Linked DNA regions of Pan troglodytes: region 1 is linked to region 2. The links are chromatin contacts, called in public Hi-C maps. All regions are on one chromosome and are shown on one strand. Each heading gives the region's core, a stretch centred on a gene start, on an enhancer-like site or on the middle of the called end of the contact. The rest is flanking DNA. Distances are from core to core; before and after follow the strand shown. Region 1 holds the start of LOC112204401 (translation machinery-associated protein 7-like). Region 2 overlaps SLC1A7 (solute carrier family 1 member 7).

Region 1 (4,266 bases), core at 738-3,237, 200 kb before region 2:
CTGGGATTACAAGAGTGAGCCAGGTGAGTCACTGTACCTGGCCTGGGCCATGTGTACTCCTACTTATTAAAAAAAAAAAAGAAAAAAGTTCAGTGTAACACAGCCTCAGGCAGGTCCTTCAGTAGGTATTCCCGATTGTTATCATAGGAGATGGCAGCTCCATGCACGTTATCGCCCCTGAAGACCTTCCAGTGGGACAAGATGTGGAGGTGGAAGACAGTGATAGGTCTAGGCTCGTGTGTGTGCTTGTGTCTTTGTTTTTAATAAAAAAAGTTTAAGAATTAAAATTTTTAAAAGCTTATAAAATAAGGATCTAAAGAAGAAAACATTTTTTGTACAGCCGTACAATGTGTTTGTGTTTTAAGCTAAGTGTTACTACAGAAGAGTCAAAAGTTGAAAAAATTAAAAAGTTTATAAAATAAAAACAGAGTAAGCTAAGGTTAATTTATCATTGAAGAAAGAAACATTTGTAAAGCAAATTTAGTGTAGCCTAGGTGTACAGTGTTACAGAGTCTATAGTAGTGTACAGTAATGTCCTAGGCCAGGGGTCCCCAACCCCCGGGCTGTGGACCCATCCCAGTCTGTGGCCTGCTAGGAACTGGGCCACACAACAGGAGATGAGCAGCTTCATCTGTATTTACAGCAGCTCCCCATGGCTTGAATTACCACCTGAGTTCCACCTCCTATCAGATCAGCGGTGGCATTAGAATCTCATAGGAGTGCGAACCCTATTGTGAACTGTGCATGTGAGGACTCTAGGTTGTTGTGAGCTCCTTATGAGAATCTAATGCCTGATGATCTGAGGTGGAACAGTTTCATCCCCAAACCATCTGTCCGCCCGCAAGTCCATGGAAAAACTGTCTTTCATGAAAATAGTCCCTGGTGCCAAACCAGTCCCTGCTGTCCTAGGCCTTCACATTCACTCACCATTCACTCGCTGACTCACCCAGTGCAGCTTCCAGTCCTGCAAGCTTCATTTATGGTAACTGCCCAGTACAGGTGCACTATTTAAAAAATCTTTTAGACTGTATTTTTACTGTGCCTTTTCTATGTTCAGATACACATTTACCATTGTGTTACAGTTGCCTACAGTATTCAGCCCAGTACCATGCTGTCCAGGTTTGTATTCTAGGAGCAACAGGCTATACACCATGTAGCCTTGGTGTGCGGTAGGCTACCCCATCTAGGACTGTGTAGGTGCACTCTGTGATGCTCCCACAATGACCACAATCACCTAATGATGCATTTCTCAGAATGTAGCCCCGTTGTTAAGCAACACATGACTCTATGAGAAATAAAGCCGCTAAGAACAGTGAAGAGGGGTTTACCACCCAACCTCAAGCTCAAAGGCAGCAGGTAAAATGTAACAGTGCTCTTGTGCCATCAGCCCCAGTGGAAGGCGGAACCTGCAGCTTCTTATATGAACATCAAATGACCCCAACTCATTCCCTGTGAGGGCTCCGTGTGTGATCTCATCCCCATGCCTCCTCTGCACTGTCATCTTGGTTTCTGTCTCTCCTTCTCTCACTGCCTTTTCCTGCCCTTTGAGCCCTCTGGCAGGGGCAGAGGCTTAATCTGCTGATCCTTGTCATTATTTTTTGGATAAAATGATTCCCGATATTTGCAAGTGAGCCTAAAGGTCTTTAACCCATGATAATTATGTGTTTACAGATGTACAAGTCTGTATTTTGAGTCACTGAATTACTAGAAGAGCCAGTGATTACCTAATGGTTGAGAACACAGGCTTTGAAATCAGACCTGGTTCAAATAACTTAACCTTCTGTGCCTCAGTTTTTTAATCTGTAAAGTGGGGAGAATAATCTTGACTGTCTTAAGAGCTGTTGCCAGTTGGGTAGTGAACTAAGCATGAGATTGGGGGTATAAGGTTCAGCAATATTAACTGTTCAAGGAAATTCTCACCAAGTGGTGCAGTGGGACTCTAGGTGGCCTGTCCGTGTCCACTGAAGGTGGTAGATGCACACTTGGGAACAGTGGGCAACAGCAGGGAGCAAGGAACTGGATTTTATGGCAAAGCCCCCCTTCAAACTTGGTGTCAAGCCAGTAAAAAGGAAGCAATACTGCTGGGGAAGGGGCGGCAGGCGCCATGTCTGGCCACGAAGGTGGCAAGAAGCCACTGAAACGGCCCAAGAAGCAGGCCAAGGAGATGGACGAGGAAGATAAGGCTTTCAAGCAGAAACAAAAAGAGGAGCAGAAGAAACTAGAGGAGCTAAAATGGAAGGCCACGGGGAAGGGGCCCTTGGCCACAAGTGGAATTAAGAAATCTGGCAAAAAGTAAGGTGTTCCCTGTGCCTAAGGAGATGGTGACCCTTTATTTCATCAGTATTTAAACCTCTCTATTCCCTGCCATAACATCTTTTGCCACCTATGGCTGGAATTAAGTGTTGTCTTGGAGCTGTTGTACATTTAAGAATAAACTTTTGTTAAAAAAAAAAAAAAAGGAAGCAATACAACGAAATGTACAGTACAATGCCATCTGTGTATCAAATGCAGGAGACAGGGGATGAGATGCGGGGAGGAGACCCAAGGCAGGAGAAGCGCCTAGCCCTGATGGTTACCAGCAGAGGACTGAGGAGCGTTATCAGCACCACTGAATGCTCCAGAAGTTCAAACAACAACAACAACAAAAACGCAACACGCGATCAGAGGCGTTTTCTGCCAGTGACCCGCGAACTTTGCCCCCCACCCCTCGTCCCCGCTCCATACTATCCTTGATCTTGGCCAAAAGGCGGAGAAACAGCGAACTTTTCCCTGGAGCCAGAAGGACGCAAAGGTTCGCTAGCGGCCCAGGGCTGGGCGCGCGGCTGGAGAGGCACCCTCCTCACTCTGCCCGCTGCCGCACTGGGCACTGGGACTGGCTCCGCTGCCTCCGCCCCCGAACCGGGCCAGGACCCTTGGCGGGGGAGGGGAACGCGCACTTGAACGCTCCTGGCCTGGGGGCCGCGGGGCCCAGTCCTACCCGTGCGGACCCCGCTCCCCCTTCCACACAGTCGGAAGACCCCAAAGGGCCTTTGAAGAGACCGAGGTTGCCAGAGGCCCCCCGCCCCCAGCTAGAGTCGGGAGCCACTAAGGCTGCCGCCCACCTCTCGGGCCTGGAGCGGTTTGGGGCGCCTAGAACTGGGAGGGAGGGACTGGGGATCGAATCCTTCAACGCACTGAGCGGCCCACCTGCCGGCCCCCCGCTGCCTCCGGCCTAGTCCCAGTCGCGTCATGCGCCGCCCCGAAACTGCACATTTACCTTGGTCCGGACCCGCCAGGGCGCGCACTTGGATCTCTGAGCCCCCGGCCGCCCCGTCGGAAGCGCAGCCGCGGGCCCGAAGGGGCCTCCAGGGGCGCAGGAGGCACAGAACGCGCAGCATCGGGGCGCAGGCTGGGAGTGAAGGTGCTTCTCCGGCCCTGCACCGTCTCGGCTCCCGCTGAGAGCTCGCAGTTCCGGCGTCGGGCGAAGCCTTCGCCAATTGCTCCACCTATGGGCCAAGCGTCTGTTGCCTCCTTCCGCACCTCCCGGGGACAGGGAGACTTGAGCGGAGGAGGTCGGGGGAAGCCCAGCTCCTCTGTGTGATTTGGGGTAACCCTGTCAACCTCCCAGCGTCAGTGTTTTAATCCTGTAAAATGGGGATAATAGTGACTACCCCGTGGTGGTGTGAAGATTAAATGGGGTGTGTGAACCTTGCTTGCACATATGCTCAATTTAATTTTTTAAATGAAATGACATTTAATGAGTCCCTTGAGCGTGTCTACACTTGCGAACCTCACTGCTTCACCTCCCATTTGCGCCTCACTTTTTTTTTTTTTTTTTTTTGAGACGGAGTCTCGCTGTGTCGCCCAGGTTGAAGTGCAGTGCCTTGATCTTGCCTCACTGTAACCTCCGCCTCCGGGTTCAAGCGATTCTCCTGCCTCAACCTCCCGAGTAGCTGGGATTACAGGGACGCGCCACCACGCCCAACTAATTTTTTTTTGTATTTTTAGTAGAGGCAGGGTTTCACCATGACGAACCCCTGTCTCTGTTAAACATTCAAAAAAATTAGCTGGGCGTGGTGGCGGGCGCCTGTAATCCCAGCTACTTGGGAGGCTGAGGCAGGAGAATCACTTGAACTCGGAAGGCACAGGTTCAGTGAGCCGAGATCGCGCCACTGCACTCCAGGCTGGGCAATGAGCGAAACTGCGTCCCCCCCCAAAAAAATTATTCTCTTAAACACAGTATATACAAAGCACACTCACATTGCTGATGTGAATGTCTTTAAATGA
Region 2 (4,291 bases), core at 91-2,590:
GACTACAGGCATTCAACACCATGCCTGGCTAATTTTTAAAAAATTTTAGTAGAGATGGGGGTATCTTGATGATGCCCAATCTGGTCTTGAACTCCTGAGCCCAAATGATCCTCCTGTCTTGACCTCCCAAAGTGCTGGGGTTACAGGTGTGAGCCACCCAGCCCAGCTGACTATGATTTTAATGTGATCCAGCCCATGTAAAGCCTTTTTAGTTCAATCTCGGAGTTCACAGCCTGCCCGTGGTAATGAGCCTCAGATTTGTGGTGGTGAGCTTCCCATTGTTGGAGGCATCCAGGTGGATCCTGGATGGCCACCTGTTGAGATGCTAGATGGAGGCTTCCAGATAGAGTGGGAGGTTCCATGAGGATGACTTCAAACATTCCTTCTGGCTCTGTGATTTATGGTGAGGGGAGAATAGGCAACCACCTCTCTCCCACTCCACGCTTGGCTGGGTGCTCCTGGGAGAACCTGCGGTGTTTGAGGGCCCCAGGGAAGAGCCTCTGGGAGTCTGGAGGCTGGAACTCCCTCCTAAGCCATCTGGCCACCACTCAGAGCCCAGGGATTGCGGATCAAGAGATTGCAGTGATTAGAGACATTAACCCGCAGAGGCAGTGGGGAGGCCCAGCCTGTCTCAATCTGGTAATTGCTCCACTTGCAGGGGTGGGGGAAGGGAGGCAAAGACTGCCAGGCTCCCCGTGGAAGGAGAAAAAGGCTGCTGACTGACCCTCCCCTGGTTCTCGCACCAACCCCTGAGGTGGGACTCCTGACCCCATCTCACACTGGGAGGTGCGGGGCAGCTCTGCCATTTGCCAAGCGCTGGTTACAAAGGTGAGGGATTAGAAACCACGCCCCCACGAAGTCGAAGTTGTAGTCGCACCTCCCTACAGAGAGAGCCAAGAGAGCCTGCAGGCTGCCCAGCTGCCGGATGCCCCTCCCCCAGTTTGGGGTGACTCCCCATTGCCCTCCGCAACCATCCCAGCTCCTTCCCTGCCCTGGGTCCCCTGGGGCTGGGCCGCTCTCCTCCTCGTCCACTCTGCTCCTGGAAGTACCTTTGCACTGGATGTTCCTCCCGCCTGGAACTCTCCATCTACCATCCCTTCCCCAACCCTGGCCCAATGTCCCCAACCCTGGGTCAGCTTAGACATCACTGCCTCTGGGAAGCCTTCCCTGACTGCAGCCATCTCACCCACTTCCCCAGGGCACCCTATGCTTCCCAGTTTGTTACGGAGCACCCTGCTAGTGGGCTCAACCCGAATCCCCAGGGCCTGACCCAGCGCCTGGCACAGGACGGGCTGTCACGGAGTGCCGGGAGCCCAGTCCCCGCCTTCTTCTCCTTTCCTGTCCTATGGATGCTGCTCAGCTCTGAAGTCTCCACTCAGGCACCACCGCCCTCTGAAGGCCGCCCTGGCCCTAGGCAAGGCGAGGAAGCTCCCGTAAGCATCCCTCACTCACTGGGAGCCCTTGGGCATGTGACTGGGCCTGGGTGTGCCTCAGTTTCCACTGAGGATGAGTGGGGATGATGCCGGTTTGCTGTGAGGCCAAATCTTGGGTTGGAGTGGTACATGGCATGTGATAAGTACGCACTGCATTTCAATTGTTATAATTTCCTCTGTCTTCACTGTCTGTCTGTGACCACCTGCCCCAGCAGACTGGAACTCCTCCAAGGCAAGGCTAAGTCTAGTTTGGCTCTAGGTCCTTAGAACCCAAGGTCTGGCACAGGCCTGGGTGCAGGGTTGCTGATGTGTGTGATGCTGAACCAGGGTGACATTCTAGATCAGACGTGAAAAGGACGACTTGTGTGCCCAGGTGACTGAGCAGCCATTGAAGGTTTCCTGAGAACAGATCACCAGTACCAGCCTTGGTCCCCGGATGGGCTTAGGGGAATGCCCATGGTGTTGTGTGTCTGTGTGACATCGAGACAGTTGGCACCAGAAATCTGGGAAGAGATGGGGGCTTGGTGAAGGGACAAGGAGCTGAATGTCCTGGGCAGTAGAGAGGGTGTCTAGAGATCAGCTTCAGGACTCTGCTTTCGGCCCTCTCCTTTCTGGTCATTTTAATCAATGGCTTGGCCAAGGCCCCCGACAGCATGTGGAGCAGATTTGTAGAGGACAGGAAGCTGGGAGGAACAGCTAATGTGCTGGATGAGGGAGTTGGGAATCCAAGCAGACCCCAGCAGACTGGGACCACGGGCCAATTCTGACACAATGAGCCTGAACACAGACATGTGTTGGGCCGCATTTGGCTTCCACAGCTTGGAGTGCACAAACACCGGGGTGGGAGGGGGAGGCTGAGCCGTGGCTGCACACGTGGGGAGGGGACTTTGGGCTTTGTTTGCTGCCAGCTGGTGAGTCACCTGGGACGCGGGGCTGCCAAAGGGCTGGTGGGCCCCCCGCCTGTGGCTTCAGAAGCCCGGGGGCTGGTGGAGGCTGCTGCAGACCTGCTTTGACTCATTGAGAAAGGGACGGGGCGGGGTGTGTGTGTCCTGTAGAGGGCAGCTGGGTAGGCAGCAGGTGATAGAGGCACGTGCCTGGTTGCGGGGAGCAGCTGGGGGGCTGGGGGGCAGGTGCTGTGTGGTCCGGAGCGGAGCAGACCTGGGAATGCTGGGGGTGATGGGAAAAGCCCTAGGGCTCTCAGCTCAGCACCAGGAATAACTTTCTGGCAGAGCTGTCCTGCTCTGGCAGGAACTACCTTGAGAAGTGGTGACCTCCCAGTCACTGGAGGTGTGCAAGCAACTTGCTAAAGTCACACAATAAGTGGGTTCAAGCCCTAGTCTGCTAGCATGACAGCATCCAGTCACAACCTCTTGGCAGTGGGAGGACCTGAGGGACAGTGAGGAGCCCCAAGCCCTGCAGCCAAGTCCTTGGGCTCTGGCCTCGGCTGACCTAGCCACAGAGGCTCTCCCCAGCTGGCCCTGGGATGCAGCTGCAGGAAGTCCACCAGACAGGCCGCAGGAAGGAGGCTTCGGGGGTCTGCGGGCAAGAGGGGTCCCTTCAGTCCATCTGAGCATCATGGCTTACTCTTCTTTTCCCCTGAGCAGAAGGCAGGCCCAACAGCTGACAGCCAGTGCCATGCCCATTAGTGCCAGCTCCAAGTCATGCTTCCCAGACAGCTCTGCCAAAGCCCCACACTCAAGCCGACTCCTCCTGAGGCCTGAGGCAGCATGCCCAGACTCCCACTCAGCTAAAGTCTGGGCCATCTCGTCTCAGCACACCCTCCCAAGGGCAGAAATTCCTCCACCACCTCTGCTTGCATATCTCAGAGGACAGAGAACTCACTACCTTCTGAGTCAGCCCCTCCACTATGAGCTCGTGATGCTTATTAGGAAGTCCTTCCTGGTGTCACAATGAAATCTGCCTCCGGGGAAGAGCATTGGGCCACACTGGGCCCAGCCAGCCCTCTGGAGCCACATGGACCAAACCTCTTTGCCTCCACCTTGATTTCCATGGAGGGAAGGTGGGAGAGAGTGTGGGGCTCAGAGTGTGGGCGGTGGGTGCTGCTACCCTGGCATGCCCTGCTGCCCTCTGAAGGTCCCTCCTTCCCAGGCCTGGGTGCCAAGAGGGCGCTCCACTGGGCCCTGTGAGAATGACAAGCTTGAACTGGATCAAAAGCAAAAGCTGGAGGAGCCACAGCTGCAGCCCTCAGAGCTCACTGTCAGACTGCTGGCCATTCTCAACCATTCTCCACCAAGAAGGCTGCATTCCCTAAGGTAATCAGGGCCAGGTCCAGTTTCCAACTCCACGTGAACTGAATCCCCCACCCCTTCCTTGCCCATGTGGCAAAGATCATGAGGAGTCAGAGGAACTCAGGTCTCCTGCCTCCCCTCCCTGCACCAGCAGGGCCCCTGGAGTCTGCCCCGCACGGGGCTCAGGCGAGGCTGTCCTGTGGGCCTCTCTCCAGTGCAGCGGTTCTCCACAGAGAAGGGCGGCAGCACAGTTTTCAAAACCTCACCCACCTTCCCAGGCTCTGAGATATGTGCCCACCCTGCCCGGTGTTGAACATTTGCACTGGGTGCTGTGGGGCTCAGAAGGGAATGAGGTGGGTCTGTGTTCTTCCTGGTGCTCTGGCCAGCGGGTGGGGAGACCAGCAGCAGAGCAACACCAACCCGGGGGTGGGGGTAGCTGTGACTGAGCGCCAGAGCAGGGCCAGCCCTCCGGGCATTGGGCTGGGCCTCCCAGAGGAGGGCACAGCTGGATGGAGCCTCGAAGGCCAAGTAGGAATTCTCTAACTGGAAGGGAGGGAGAGCATGGAAGTCTGTGGTGCAGGATAAAGCCTGGGAGTTTTTCGGAGTCAC

What was found. A called contact is a pair of places that touch in the nucleus more often than the background predicts.
Region 1: a Hi-C map of induced pluripotent stem cells shows a contact between it and region 2, with 1.9 times the contacts expected there. The contact joins the promoter of LOC112204401 here to the enhancer-like site in region 2. A contact is called at or near these places in 1 of 7 Hi-C or Micro-C datasets (induced pluripotent stem cells) and 1 of 1 datasets of contacts at active chromatin or transcription factors (stem cell-derived excitatory neurons).

Annotation. Positions count from the first base shown.
Region 1 is chr1:178,075,267-178,079,532 of NHGRI_mPanTro3-v2.0_pri, reverse strand. LOC112204401 (translation machinery-associated protein 7-like) reads left to right here and starts at 1,987. Exons shown (of 1, transcript XM_054667199.2): 1 at 1,987-2,458. The coding sequence starts at 2,105. The coding sequence ends at 2,296. It overlaps ECHDC2 (enoyl-CoA hydratase domain containing 2), which reads right to left. Exons shown (of 11, transcript XM_016918473.4): 2 at 3,257-3,485.
Region 2 is chr1:177,870,695-177,874,985 of NHGRI_mPanTro3-v2.0_pri, reverse strand. All of the region lies in intron 2 of SLC1A7 (solute carrier family 1 member 7), which reads right to left. Among named protein-coding and RNA genes, the nearest start is that of SLC1A7, 21 kb to the right of the region's middle. Within about 2 kb of position 1,340, at least 4 of the 24 cell types and tissues checked have an H3K27ac peak or open chromatin away from gene starts, as enhancers often do. A contact at or near this core is called in induced pluripotent stem cells, where this site is marked.